2 separate regions of the Anser cygnoides genome follow, and region 2 is linked to region 1. Evidence: chromatin contacts called from public Hi-C data. All regions are on one chromosome and are shown on one strand. The core of a region is the stretch at or near the end of the contact, and the rest is flanking DNA. Distances in the headings are between cores, read along the strand shown. Region 1 holds the start of BRD2 (bromodomain containing 2). Region 2 holds the start of LOC106049849 (complement C4-like).

The links. Hi-C and Micro-C count contacts between places; a contact is called where the count stands out from the background.
Region 2: a contact with region 1 is called in a Hi-C map of liver, with 15 times the contacts expected there. The contact joins the promoter of LOC106049849 here to the promoter of BRD2 in region 1. A contact is called at or near these places in 2 of 7 Hi-C or Micro-C datasets (both in liver).

What each region holds. Positions count from the first base shown.
Region 1 is chr35:852,699-856,302 of Taihu_goose_T2T_genome, forward strand. BRD2 (bromodomain containing 2) reads right to left here and starts at 1,983. Exons shown (of 12, transcript XM_066986675.1): 1 at 1,843-1,983.
Region 2 is chr35:1,024,920-1,028,523 of Taihu_goose_T2T_genome, forward strand. LOC106049849 (complement C4-like) reads left to right here and starts at 1,762. Exons shown (of 41, transcript XM_048056124.2): 1 at 1,762-1,841; 2 at 2,287-2,476; 3 at 3,051-3,237. The coding sequence starts at 1,762.

The DNA of each region.
Region 1 (3,604 bases), core at 733-3,232:
TGCGCGACGCCGTCAATACAGGCCCGGAGGTGTCGCTGGGAGCCGGAGGAATCCTCGGAGGCCGGCGGTCGGGCTCGGCGAGGCGGGCCGGGGGTCGGATGGCGGCGGATGGCGGCGGGGCTTCAGCGGCCGGGCTCCATCTTGGCTCCCTGAAGGGAGGAGGGCGGGAGCGCGGGGGGTGGGGGTGGGGGGAGGGCCCCCCTCGCCGCTGGCCGCAGGCAGGGGTCGCTACGGAGGCCGGGGAGGGTCCGGCGGAGCCCTCCGGGAGCGCGGAGGCGGGGGCTGGGCCGCCCGGCGGAGGATGGATCCGGTTTGGGGCCGCCCCCCGCGCGCACCGGGCCCGACCCGCTCCGTCCTTCGTCCCCGCGAAATGGCGCCTCTCGGCCTGCCCCCGGCCGCCCTTATATAGACACCAGCCGGCCCCTCATTGGGCGGCGGCGGCGCTGACATCACCCCCCCGCCCCTGCCCGCCCCGCCGCGGCCTCATTGGGCGGAAGCGTTCGTGGCGCGGCTCTCCCATTGGCCGCCCGGCGCGTCGCTCACTCGGCGCCGCGCTCCCCCGCCCTTCCGCCCGGCGCCCGCAGCCGACAGAGCTCGGCGGCGCCGCCGCCCATTGGCCGCCGCTGCCATTCGTTGCGGCGCCATTGGCTGGCGGGTCACGTGGGGGCGGCGCCCGCCGTTGGCTGTTGTTGTCGCGCGCCCGGCCGGCGAAGGAGGAGGGGGGGGGGGGGGGGGGGGAGGGGGAAGGGAGGGGGCGGCGGCCATTTTGTGCGGCGGCGGCGGACAATGAGCGCGGCCGGGCCCGGCGCTCCGCCGCCCCCGGCCCCGCCGCCCGCAGCCCCCACGGGATCCCCACGGGACCCCCAGGGCTCCACGGGGCCGGCTCCCACCCGCGGCCCCCACGCGGAGCCCGAGGGGTGCCGGTGACCCCCCCTATAAGCGGGGCTCGGTGCCCGGGGGCTGCCCGCAGCCCTGAGGGGAGCCCACGCGGCTCCGTGACACGCGTGGGGGGGGCTCCCTCACCCCCCCTAAGGCCAGCCGGGGGGGGGGGTGCCCGCCCCGGCTCCACGCTGCTCAGCCCGGCCCCAGCACCCCCACGGCAGCTTCGGGACCCCCACGGCGACCTCAACCCCCCCCCCCCCCCCCCCCCCGCAGACCTCCATGGCAGCCTCGGGACCCCCACGGCGAACACGAGACCCCCCACGCAAACCTCGGCACCCCCCCCCGGCCGAGGCCCTCACCCCCCTCGCGGGGTGCGCAGCCCCAGCCCCAGCCGCTCCCGGTTCCCCCTCCTTGCCCCCGGTTCCCCCTCGAAAGATTTTTTTTTAGGGGGGGGACCCCACGGCGGTCCCGGACACGCGTGGGCAGCGGGGAGACCCCCGCTGGCATCCTGCAGCGTGGTGGTGGCGCTGGTGGGGGGGGGCTCGAAAGGGACCGAGGAGAAGGGACCGGGTAAAGGGGACCCCCCCCCCCCCCCGCAGCCGCCACGCCGTGACACAGCACTTTGGGCCCCGCGGGCCCTGCCCGCCGCCGCCCCCGCGCGAACACCCAAACATGGCGCTTTTCGCCCCAAACCGCCGCGCACGGAGCCGCCCCGCGCCGCCCCCCCCCACCCGCGCCGCCTGCCCGTCACCGCCGCCCGCGCCTCCCATTGGCCGCCGGGCCCGGCGGCGGCGGGGGGGGCGGGACTTCGGTTTGATTGACGGCGCCGCCCCACGTGGCCGCCTCCTCCCCCCCCCCCCGCGGGTGGGTTTTATGGGGGAAAAAAATAAAAAAAAAATTAAAAAAAAAAAGAAAAAGGGGGGGGTGAGGTCACACCCCCCCCCCCCCCCCGGCACTCACCTGAGCAGCCCCCGAGCGGGGCCGCGCCCCCCGGTCCCGGCCCGTCGTCATCCGCCCTGCCCGGCCCCCCCAAAAGCCCCGGTTTGGGGCAAAAAAAGAAAAAAAACATCCCAGGGCAGAAAAAGGGAGCCACGCGCTACGTCACCCGCGCCGCGATTGGCTCCCCGCCGTCACGTGGCGCCCCCGCGGCTCTCACGGCCCCATTCATGCCCCCCCCGTCCCCCTCCGCCCTGGGGTGGGGGGGCCGCGGGGCTCCGCGGGGTCCTAGCGCCGACCCCCGCCCCCCCCCCCCCCCCCGGGGAGGAGGGGGGGGAAGGGAGGGGGGCGCATGCGCCGTGCGGGCCCTCTGCAGCGGCCACCCCCTGGGGAGGGGGGGCGGGGGGGGGGGAGTGGTGCTCGGGGGGGGCAGAACGGGGCGGGGGGGGCACCTATAGGTGCGTCCGGCGTTGCAAGGGTGCTCCTATGGGGGGGGTGCACGGCATTGCAAGGGTGCACGGCGTTGCAAGGGTGCACGTTTGGGGGTGCACGGCGTTGCAAGGGTGCACCGATGGGGGTGCACGGCATGGCGAGGGTGCAGCGTGGGGGTGCACGGCATTGCAAGCGTGCGCGGCCTTGCAAGGGTGCACATGTGGGGGTGCACGGCCTTGCAAGGGGTGCCCACGTTGCAAGGGTGCACCTATGGGGATGCATGACACCGCAAGGGTGCACCTAATGGCGGTGCCCGGTGTTGCAAGGGGTGCCCGACATTGCAAGGGTGCGCTTAGGGGGATGCCCCATATTGTAAGGGTGGTGCTATGGGGGTGCAAGGCATTGCAAGGGGTGCTCGGTGTTGCAAGGGTGCACCTACGGGGGTGCATGGCGTTGCAAGGGTGCGCTTAGGGGGATGCCCCTTATTGTAAGGGTGGAGCTATAGGGGTGCAAAGCACTGCTTGGTGTTGCAAGGGTGCACTTATGGGGGTCCATAGCATTGCAAGGGTGCCCCTATTTGGGGCATTAAATTAATGAAGGGTGCACCTGCGGGGGTGCGCAGCATTGCAAGGGGTGCCCAGCGTTGCAAGGGCGCACGTATGGAGTTCCACATACTTGCAAGGGGTGCCTGACATTGCAAGGGTGCGCTTAGGGGGGTGCCCCATATTGCAAGGGTGCCCCAGTGGGGGTGCATGGCACGGTGAGGGTGCATGAATGGAAAAGCACGGTGCTGCAAAGGGTGCCCGGCATTGCAAGGGTGCACCGGTGGGGGGGTGCACGGTCTTGCAAGGGTGTACGAATGGAGACGCGGGGCGTTGCAAAGCATGCCCGGCATTGCAAAGCGTGCCCGACGTTGCAAGGGTGCACCCGTGGGGGTGCGTGGCATTGCGAGGGTGCGCTTAGGGGGTGCACGGCGTTGCGAGGGTGCACCCAGGGGGGTGCCCGGCATTGCAGCAGTGCCGTGCACGCCCTCGGGGCAGTGCAGAGCCTCGTGGCGGCTGCGGCGCCTGCAGCTCGGTGGCTGCAAAGCGGTGCAGTGCGCGGAGCGCAGGCAGGGGGGGCGCGCGCACCGCGCGCGTGGTTGCGGGGCTGGGGGGGGCGGGGGGCGCCGCACCGTCGCCACCACGTCCCCAGGGCCGCGGCGGACCCCAAAACCCCGCGTTTTTACCCCAAAACCCCTTGCAGCAGCAGCAGCAGCAGCAACATCCGGGCGGAGCCGGCGGGGTGGGGGTCCCCGCTCGGTTAATTAGGGCGGTTAATTAATTAGGTTAACGAAGGCGAGCCGCCCAGCCCG
Region 2 (3,604 bases), core at 512-3,011, 170 kb after region 1:
ATTAGAATTAGAATTAGAATTAGAATTAGAATTAGAATTAGAATTAGAATTAGAATTAGAATTAGAATTAGAATTAGAATTAGAATTAGAATTAGAATTAGAATTAGAATTAGAATTAGAATTAGAATTAGAATTAGAATTAGAATTAGAATTAGTTAGTACAATCCTCTAACTTCTAATTAGCGTACGGCTGACTTGACAAAATCATTCTGCACGTCCTCAGAGGGGAAGGATCTCTTGTTGGGCTGGGGTCTCCCAGCCAATGATATTTTCTTTCTATTATAATGAGGATAGTTCATGGATAGTTCACTTTAATATCTTTAGTTTTCAGCCAATTATTTTAACACAGCGAGCTGAGCCCCCCCCTCCCCCTCCTCCCCTCCCAACCCAAGCTCCGTAGGGCTCCAGCCTGAACCCCCGGTCCTGCACCATACCCGTGATTGACTTTTTGGATCCTCTGTTTCTGCCTGTGAGAGAGGAGCAGCACTGAGCCCCGGCCCAGGAGCTGACAGAGGAGCCTCATCAGCGCCCGAAGTGGAGGATGGCACCACTGTGCTGGGTGCCCGAAGAAATAACCAGAGCCCCAAGATTGCCCCAGTGCCAGGCAGAGGCTGGGGACATCAGCACCAGCCACATGTCACGGCCAGTCTGGGGGCCTCCCAAAGGTGCCCCAGCTCCTCATACAGCCCCTCCAGCCCCTGCCTTCCTCCCGCACCCCTCTGCCTCTCCCGCCCAGGGACTTTACCCTGCTTGCTCTTCCAGACAGCGAATCCGACCAGGGCAGCGATGACAGACGTGATGGTGACGGCCACCCCCGCCACGATGGGGATCAGATTGGACTGTGGCTCTGGGGGAAATTAGGGCCATCAGGAGGGGAAAGGGGCACCCCAGAACACCCCAGCCCCACGCGCCTCATGCTGCTGGGCTCAGGACCAGGACTCCCAGCAGCAGCAGCCCCACCCCCGTTGCCCCCCCGTGGGCACCGTGGAAATTTCGTCTTCGAATGGCAGCTGGAAGCTCTCCTGACGTCACCGGTTGCTGGACAGATCCCGGTCCCGAGCATTGCGAGACGCAATCTGCCCTTAGTGGAGCCGTGTTGGCTGTCACCAATCACCTCTATGACCTCCATCAGCCTTGGCTAATTTCCAGGAGAATCTGCTCTGCTATTTGGCTGGGCACAAAGGTGAGACTGACTGGCTTGTAGTTCCCTGGGTCTTCTTTTTTTTTTTTTTTTCCTTTTTAAAAATGGGTGTTATGTTTCCCCTCTTCCAGTCAGTGGAAATTTCATTGGGCTGCCACAGCTTCTCGATTATAGTGGGCAGTGGCTGAGCAGATATATTCAACAGTTTCTTCAAGACTCACAAATGTATCTCATCAGGTCCCACGGCCTTGTGCACCTTTAGTTTCTTTAGATGGTCTAGAACCTGAGCTTCTCCCCATTGCACCTCACAGAACCCATGGGACACCCATTTCCCCCCTTGCCCATAGATTCCTCATTTTCCCCCTGCCTCCTAGGGTCCCATACCCTCCAGAGCCCCGTAGCCCCCCCCCCCCCCCCACTGCCCCATAGACACTCATATCCCATTTCCCCACAGCACCCTCCCCTTCTGTTTCCCCTCATCCACGTGGATCCTTGATCAGGGTCGATGCCCTTGGGGCCTGTGGGTGAACCTAGACATCCGCCCCCCCCCCAGTTAATGATTGACCCTCACTCCAGTGTCTTTGTGTCCCTGGCCCTGGCAGCCTCACAACATCAGTGCCATGGGGTCTTGCTGGGCCTTTGGCCTCCTCCTCCTCCTCTCCTTCCTGCCACTGATGGAGGGCAATGCCCAGGACCCTGAGTATGGGGCTATGAGGCACCTATGGGACTGGGAGGGTGGGCTATGGGGTTGGGGGTGACTGTGGGGCATCTGCGGGGCTGGTGGGGACTATGAAGGCCCTACAAGGTCTGTGAGAGACTACAGGGCAGCTATGGGGCTGGGGAGGCTGTGGGACTGGGAGCAACTATGGGGCAGCTATGGGGTTCGGGTGCTATGGAGCCCTGTGGGAATGGTGGGGGATTACTGTGCACCTGTGTGGCTGGGGGGGGGGGGGGGGTTACAGGTCTGGGGCTGTATGGGGTTCCAATGGGATCTGGGAGGGGTTATGGACCTCTATGGGGACTGTGGCATCAGGGTGCTTATGGGGTCTGTGAGGGACGGTGGGACAACTACCTGTGGGACAGGGGGGGCTAAGAAGCAGCTCTGGGGCTGGTGGCAGCCATGGGTCAGGCAATGCCTCCCCCAGGCTTGTGCTGGTGGCCCCTCGGCGTGCGGCTCTTGGGGCACCCCTGGGGCTGCTGGTGGCAGCTGTGGGGCCGGTGACCGGGACAGTGACAGCGTGGCCTGAAGGCAGCCGTGGGGCAGGGCCCTGTGCACCCCCGACCCCCTTCTCCCTTGCATCCCACAATGACTTCAACCAGCTCCTGCACATTGAGGTACTGGGACATGGGGGCACTGGGGGCATGGGGGCACTAGGGGACATCCTTGTGGAGCATAAGGACTCTGGGACATTGCTACGGGGTAGCGGGATTGAGGACACCCTCACGGCACACAGGGACACAAAAATGTCCCTGTGGGCTGTGGGGACACAAGGACACGTGCCCCTACATCCTTTGGGTCTCCCCTTCCCATGTCACCCTACACCTCTTCCCTGGAGCCCCCATGCCTCCAGTGTCCCCCCTGCCCCTCAATGTCTCCTGTGTCCCCCATGTCCCTCCCCATTCCCCATGTTTCTGCCATGTCCCTCAGTGCCCCCCTATGTCCCCCTGTGTCCAACCATGTCCCCCATGTTCCCCCTGATGTCCCAATTCCCCCCATGTCTCCATTTCCCTCTATGTCCCCATGTCCCCCCCATGCTCCCCTATGTCTCCTGTGTCCCCAATGTCCCTCCCTATCTTTTATGTCCCCCCATATCCCTCCATATCCCCCCTGCCATGTCCCCATTTTCCCCCTGTCCCCATCTTCCCTGCATCCCTCCATGTCTCCCCAGTGTCCCCATGTCCTCTGCAGGTCACCGCAGTGCAGGCCGAGCGCTGTGGGGTGCTGCGGGGGGCTGGGGGCCGGGTGCTGCTCCTGGAGGCCCAGAGTGCCCAGCTGCCTCCCCCTGGCACCCGGCTGGTGCGGGTGGCCCTGGGGGGGTCCCGGGGACACCTCATCATCCAGACCGACAAACCCCTCTACGCCCCCCGCCAGACAGGTGAGCCCCTGCCCACCAGATCCATCACAGATCTACCCACATCCCCCCCCCTGCAATTCACCCTGAATGCCCCAAACCCCTAAATCCATCCCCAATCCATCCCGAATTCCACCCTCAATCCCCCAGATCCACTCCAATCCAACTGGCCCAAATCCACCCAATTTTCCAAATCCCTCCCAAATCCTCTCCAAATCCTCCAAATCCATCCCAAACGTCCCCCATGCACCCAAAGCCACCAAATTCCCCCCAAATCCTTTCCAAATCCCCCAGATATGTTCAGAATGCTCCCAACCCTCAAATCTATCCCAAATCCACCCAATTTTCCCTTAAATCGACCCTTATCCCCCAAATCCACCCCTAATCTTCC